2 separate regions of the Rattus norvegicus genome follow, and region 2 is linked to region 1. A link is a contact called in public Hi-C data. All regions are on one chromosome and are shown on one strand. Each heading gives the region's core, a stretch centred on a gene start, on an enhancer-like site or on the middle of the called end of the contact. The rest is flanking DNA. Distances are from core to core; before and after follow the strand shown. Region 1 has its middle 110 kb from the start of Agap1. Region 2 holds the start of Agap1 (ArfGAP with GTPase domain, ankyrin repeat and PH domain 1).

Evidence for each region. Hi-C and Micro-C count contacts between places; a contact is called where the count stands out from the background.
Region 2: a Hi-C map of kidney shows a contact between it and region 1, with 2.2 times the contacts expected there. The contact joins the promoter of Agap1 here to the enhancer-like site in region 1. A contact is called at or near these places in 3 of 12 Hi-C or Micro-C datasets (Schwann cells, kidney and mammary epithelial cells) and 1 of 1 datasets of contacts at active chromatin or transcription factors (oligodendrocytes).

Annotation. Positions count from the first base shown.
Region 1 is chr9:97,373,856-97,377,234 of GRCr8, reverse strand. No RefSeq gene overlaps it. Among named protein-coding and RNA genes, the nearest start is that of Agap1, 110 kb to the left of the region's middle. Within about 2 kb of position 1,769, at least 21 of the 93 cell types and tissues checked have an H3K27ac peak or open chromatin away from gene starts, as enhancers often do. A contact at or near this core is called in kidney, where this site is marked.
Region 2 is chr9:97,486,015-97,489,689 of GRCr8, reverse strand. Agap1 (ArfGAP with GTPase domain, ankyrin repeat and PH domain 1) reads right to left here and starts at 2,284. Exons shown (of 18, transcript NM_001401593.1): 1 at 1,553-2,284. The coding sequence starts at 1,715.

The DNA of each region.
Region 1 (3,379 bases), core at 520-3,019:
TTCACAATGACCCCCTAAATCCAAGGACATCAACAAATCCTCTCATGTTTGGACTTTCCCTTTCTGGGTAGCTTGCAGGCCCTCTGTATTGATATTCAGCCCATATGGTGTATGGTCCATCCATGAACAGTCTATGTTTTAGTGATTTTTAGATATCCACAAAGCTATAACTAACCATAGTCAGGTTTTAGAACATTTTTACCACCTCTCCTGGGACTCTAGGCTCCCTCCCGGTCTTAAGGGGATGCTTTAATCTTTCAATACAAGGATGATATTGGCCATGTGTTTTAACAGTTTTGTTTTGCTATTTTTGAGGAGATCACACTTGTGTGATACCTAGTGGAACAGCCATGGGGAAATGAGATATCTTTAAAATGGGTTATCGAGAAGGAAACAGTGGGCTATAAATGTCTTCAGAGCTATCGAAGCTGGACGGCGAGAATAAAAGCCTTCATTGTGCTGACCAGCCTACTTGGTGCTTACTTGAAAACTCTCACAGAGCCCTCCAGACACTGGTTCTCTACTCAGTCTTCAGTCTAAAATTAGGTTAAGGGGTTTAGAGTTGAAGGTATCTTTATTGGATAGAAGTGTGTGTTCAATGCTGAGGCCGACATTCAGCATGGGGTTCCGATGTCCAACGGACCCCACAAGCCGTGCTTTGATATCTCTGTCTCTGAGAAGTTCTGGCTCCTTTATGAACTGGAGGATACAGTGATCAAGTACTCAGGAACACACGTTAGTAAAAGAAATGGTAGTCCAATGCCTCTGGAAGAGAGCTCTGTGTAGGGTCAAGATTCTGTTTCACTCAGCCAATGACACTGGACCTTCAGCAGCTTGGAACTCTGGGTAACATGAAAGAACAGCCCGGACACACCACCAGGTATTTACACACCACTTCCTGGCCGTCTGTGGCTCCCTGAAGGTTTTGGTTTCCTAGCAGAAAGCCTTTAGGTGAAACAAAGCATGTGCTGGGGTCAGAGACAGAATGGACTTTGTGGCGAGGTTAAGTCCAAGACTATATTAAAAGGAGGGTTTAATCCACCTTTAATGTATTTGTCACCATCTTGTCCATAATTAATCTTGGATGTCATTTAAGCATTCGGCGGAAGTGCACCTCTTCTCCAGGGAGTAGAACATGGAGTGGACCCATTAGCTACTCACCTCAGCCATACCTTTGCCTCCCAGGCCATTGTACCAATCCTCAGAGCAACAACCTAGAAAGTGAAGAAAACTAAAACGCAGCCATCCATCCCAGACATCTCTTAGGCAATGTTGTTTAACGACAGGGGAGCAGAAAGGAGTCCTGTTTCCTGGTACCAGTTGGAGGAGTTAACTTCTGACGGAGCCCTGGCTTCTATCTGGGAAACCAGGTCCTCTTCAACAGCCCAAGAAAACAATCAGGTAAACTTTTCAGGTACTCTGGGTAGCCAGGGGATGATCCAGCTCCACTGGCAAGCGTTCAACAATGATCTGAGAATTGCCTTCCTCAGGGGAGGGCTTTGAATCCCACACTCTTAAACTGCTTTGCTTTTGCTGACTGAGTCTGGTAGCTTAGATGTTTTCTTCCTTCTGATTTCTAGCTGCCAATGGCCGAAGACCTGGTTCATAAAAGCTCTGGTGGTGTTTCGTATCAGTGTTGTAACTGGCTTGTGTGAGCAGAGACAAGCTGGCTCCAGCCCATCCCAGCTGTGGGGACCACTCCTTTCCTGGACTCCAGCGGTTCAGAGCAATATCTATAAAGCCTTGCCACCCGCTTCAATGGCACAACAGCGCCACCCTAGGGGAAACAGGGTAGCAACACTGTCCACACCCTTGAAGGAGAGAGTACCTCCCCGTGCCCTGTGCAAACCATATTCACAGATCATGGTCAGCTCCAGACAGCAAGGCAGCAAGGACAGCGACAGTTAGAAAGACGGCTGGCATTGATCAGCAAGAGAAAGGCTGCTAAGCCTCCAAGCACACAGACAGTCCCGGGACAGGCTACCAGAGAGGTCTTGAAACGTTGAGCTTTATTGCTGACACTGAAGATTCCCTGCCCTCCTGATCAGTCCAGTCTGGCAGGTGAGATTAAACATCTCTTTGTTGGAGTTGATGCCCACTCTGTGAAACAATCGCACACGCCACACTTTGTGGGTCACTTCTCACTTCCCTTATTAGAAGCCAAGTGGGTTTTTGATTACTGGACCGAGTCCAGTATCCAGTAGGACAGTGAATGGGGTTTAAGAGGAATAGGAATGTTAATTAGAAGTGAGAGTAGCCTTTCAAACCGGATGAGACAGGAAAGCCACCCTACGTGCTCAACCCAGGGTAAACCTGTTGCCTGGTTGTTGTAAATTAGTTAACTCTAGTTTTTATCTGAAAGCTCACAGACACCCCCACTAAGCACTAAGCAGATGTGCTGTCTACCCCTTGTTAACTTGATACAAAGTAAGGTTTTCCAGGAAGAGGAAACCCCAGTGGAGGGACTGCCTTCACTACACCAGCCTGTGGGCGTGTCTGTGGGGTCATTTTCTTGACTGATGATTGATGTGGGAGGGTCCAGCCCACTGTGGGCGGCACCTCCCCTGTGCTGATGGTTCTGGGTTCTATAAGGAAACATTCTGAGCTGGCCAATAAACAGCATTCTTCCATGGCCTCTGCTTTAGTTCCTGTCTCTAGATTCCTGCTCTGACTTCCCTCAGTGATGGACAGTGATGTGGAAATCTAAGCCAACCAAACCTTTCTCTCCAAAAATTGCTTCTGGTTAGAGAGGAAGCAAATCAATGCAGGAGATAACAAAAATATCCAAAATTGGGATAATTTGAGAAACTGTAGAGAGCCCTTATAGCAATTTTGGTTATTGTAACAGGCCCTCAGACCTCAGTAGACCTCCAGACCTTAGCACAACTGACACCATGATAAAAGCCCCTTCAGACATTGGAACCCAACATGGAGGCCTGTCAAAGCAGAAACAAAGACCTAGTTCACTGCTAACGCAGCAACAGAGGCTACGTCAATGGTCTCAGAATGCGGCTGGGAAAGTCCTTACATATACTAACCGTGCTTTCTGGCTTCTGTTGTTCTGCTTCTTGCTAACTGATATTGTTCATTGTGTCAGCCTGGGATGTGGTTTTTATGCTTAACAAGCAAAAAACATGGTGCTCATGGCCCCACAATTTGGGCGAGTTCCCTGTGGGCCAGCCAACTCTATACATTGATATAGAGTATAGCTATGGATTGGGGCCCAAGACCTTTCAGGATTATTTTGTTTGTGGCTAATGTAGATTTTTTTTAGCTAATGTAGATTAATTAATTAGATGTCTCGATTGGCCTGGATATTTCTTCATAGATGTGTACAGTGAGCAGTGTTTTTTTTTTTTTTTTTTAGTGTAAGTTAAGG
Region 2 (3,675 bases), core at 1,035-3,534, 110 kb before region 1:
ATCTCCTCACCATCAGCTGGGGAGTTGAGGGGAAGACAGTGCCCTCCACAACACTGCAAGACTCCAATGCCACACAGAAGCCATGGTTCTTAATGGGTCTGGAAGCATCTGAAGCCACCACAGGCAACCGTGACCACTCAGGGGGCCCAGGTGCACTGAGAGCCAGTCCCTCTTAAGGATGGAGGTTGCCTGGACCCTCCCCTAGAATTACAATATATCCTGTGGAGAGTTAGTCAGCTTCCAGCCTGCCTGGGATGTGGTTCAAGTACACGAGGCTGCCAAATGCCAAGAGGATCAGCAACAGAGCCTCCACCATCTCCATCCCAGCAGCCAAGTTTTAAACCCAAACACTTCAGGGTTAGAAGTTCAGAAGGCAGAGGAGCCAAGCTTTCCTGGGGGCAGAGGCGTCTCACAGCAGGGGGAGGAGCCCAGGACGTACCTGCACCTGCTTCTGAACACACTCCTGCTGGACTTGGAGAGCTCCTGTGGTCCTCAATAGAGGCCTCACCAGCCTTTGGCAGGCACAGTATTATACTAGGACAAGCCACCTGCAGGCCTTCTACTGTCACTGGCCAACAGCAACTCAAGAGGACAGGCTGCTAATCTACTGGCTGAACTATGACACACTGCCCACTTAGATGCCACCTGCTCCCCCAGGTAAATGATGGCAGGCCCAGAGAAACAATCCAAGGAAACAGTTCAGGGACCTAGTAGGGGAGAAACGTGAGCCATTGGTAGTCCAAAGAGAACACAGGCCAGGGCAAAGCTGCCAGCTCCATCCTCCCCTGCAGCGATACTGCCCTGGCTGACACTGAGGGGTTAGAACAGTGTTCCAGGCAAACACAGGCTTAAAGACAGCAGGATCATTCACTTTTCCTCCTCTTGGGTAGCTCCCAAGTGGCAGGTGTATTAAAGTGCCCCCTTCAGCAAGAGAATATCAAGGTGTCCTGCCTCCCTAAAAAGGTTATACTTTGACTTTAATGCAAAACGCCCAGCGTTTGTACAAGGCCAGCCTGATCAGCAGCACTGGGACATGATGCTGCCTCGGTCCCATTGGCTTCCTACATGCGCCAAATCCAAATGCCTCCCCTGTATCCGCGAACTGGGAAAAAAAGACAGCCGTGAAGCAACTGAATAAGCTGGCCAGAACAGCACCCCCAGCAGCAGCGCTTCTCAAAACACATCTTCAACGTCCATGGAAGACGCTCAGGCCAGGCCTGATAACCTGTCATGGATCCTGTGGCGCCATCCCAAGCAGCTGCCCCCAGGCGTCTGCTGGGCCCGGACGGGACATGCGGGAGGCCCAGGACCTGGCGGCACCGTGCCACTTTCTCACAGGAGAGACTCCATTGTCCATTATCAAATGAACGCCGATAATCCATCTTCCCTGGCAGACTGGCCGGCCTTGCGGGACAAGAGGCACCGCAGTGCTCTCTCCGCCGGGCAGCCGCGTGTGTATACACGCAAACACACAAGCGCGCACACACCCCGCCGCGCCAGGGGCGCCCGCTCCCCCGCGCTTTCCAGAAGCCCCGGGCGGTCTGGCCCTCACCTTCGATGGCGATGACGTGCTCCCGAATCTGGTTCTGCAGCACCGGCTCCTCCACGCGCTCCAGCAGCTCGTAGATGGAGTAGATGTTGGGGTGAACCGACTCGAAGCGCTGGATCTCGGCCCGGATGGCAGCCGAGTTGGCCAGCTGCTGCTGGTAGTTCATGGTGCAGGCGCGGCGCCCAAAGCCGCGCGCCCCCCGTCGCCGCCGCCCCGCGCCCCGGAGCCCCGCGGGCTACCGAGACCCGGGGCGCCGCAGCCCCCGGAGAGCACGGAGCCGAGGAGGCGCAAAAAAGAAAGCCGAGGATGAAGCAGTAGAGGGATTCAGTTCATGCCAGGGACCAGCGTCCCGGGTCAGCGGGCCGTCCGGGGAGACCGCGGCGCCATGGAGCGCGGCCGGCCGCGGAGGAGGCTTGCTCGGGCGCCTTCCCGCGCCGCAGCCGCCTGCACCCCTACGCGCCGGCCGGCCGAGCAGCCATTAAAGCGCAGGCAGCGCCGCGCTGCGAGTGCCGGGGCCGAGGCCCCCGGGCAGTGGCCGCTCTGCTCCGGGGCGCACGGCTGCGGCTGGGTCCGCGCGCTTGTGAGCGCTGTGCTACCGCGCGCTCCGGGGCCCTCAGCTGCCTTGCGCCGTCCGCCGAGCCGAGACCGAGCTGTGGGCGCCTTGCCAGCCGCGGAGACCGCTCCGAGCGCCGCCCGCCGCTGCCCGGCCAGCCCCCTCCCTGGCACGCAGGGCTCTGGCCCACGTCGGCCCCGCCCCCGCCCGCGCTCGCCGCCCTCCGGCCGCCGCTGCGTCCTCCGCGGCGCTTCCCAGCGCGCCGGATCCCGGGGAATTGCGCCAGACCCCGCCCCGCGCTGCCTCTGGGCTTGCTGGGACTTGTAGTCCATCGCGCCGACCGGCCCGCGCGCGTGGGGTGCGCTCTGCGCTCGCGTCGCAGCGCACTGGGCGGGCCCCGCGGGATGCCCGGACGCCCCTAAAGCCTGCTGATCTGAGTGCTGAGAGCCCTGGGCCCTCTCTGTTATCCCCACTGCCCCGTGCCAGCCCCAGCGCCTCCGTACGGACAAGGTGGCGCGCGAGCCCGCCCGCCCCGCGCTTTTGTTTGTTTGCCAGCAGAGCGCTTAAGGAACCTCTGCGACACGCAGGGTCCCCTCCCCCGCCTGACAACTTTCTGCCTCCTTTTCTGAACCCAGCAGGCGAGTTACTTCCCTTCCCATGGGATACACGGGGTCCTGATCAAGAAACTGAACTTGAGGCGGGGATGGTAGGTGGGACGGGATTCCACGGGGTCTTCTAGGCTTCTCCACGAAAAGGTTGCACAACTGAGTTGTAGCCTCCAAGCCACAGCCCTCCGAGCGCTCAACACTACCCTACTTTAGCTCAGTCCAGGAGCTCATGAAGCTGGACCGCACTGCAGCTGAGAGGTCATCCCAACGTCTCCGAGTGAATTAGGTTGTAAATTTCCAAGAATTCAGGGTGAGTCCGAGGCCTTAAAGGTCCTAGATCAATGCACTGTGGCAGAGTCCCTGTCTCGCCGTGCAGGGGTGTTTCATAAACATTCAAATGTCCTGTGCCCTACCAGGTTCAAATGTAAGCTAATGGACAGCCCAGGGACCCAGGCAGTCTAGTTCTTGGCTCTTGGAACTCTTCCGGGTTCCAGTATTTGTCAGGTAGGTGTACTGTTCCGCCTTCCTTGTCCCTAACACAACAGAGGCCCTGACTTGTTCTGTGACTTGCCTCTGACTTTGCCCTTAGAGTGACGCTAGTAGAGATACTGGCATGTGGGTTCATCCTACTGTAAGCAATTCGTCCCTACTTCACCTTGAAACCCCAACTCTTTGTGAAGTAGTTCCAGGGCCTCCCCTGCTTCACATCTGGCTTCTCGATCTCTTTGGGGGTTCCTTTGTACTTCCCTAAGCTTTAAATATGGATGACCCTGGGACTAGTCCTTAGACCTGTTTTATTTGCCTCTCTTATGGCTTTGAATACCGTATAGAAGTTGATGAGACTAAATGTTCTGTCCCAAACCTATCTTCTTCACATCCCCCTCCTCTTCACATCCAACTGTTGGGTTGAACATAACTTTTCTCATGTTGGACATCCTGTAGTCTCAGCGCTCAAGAGACCGAAA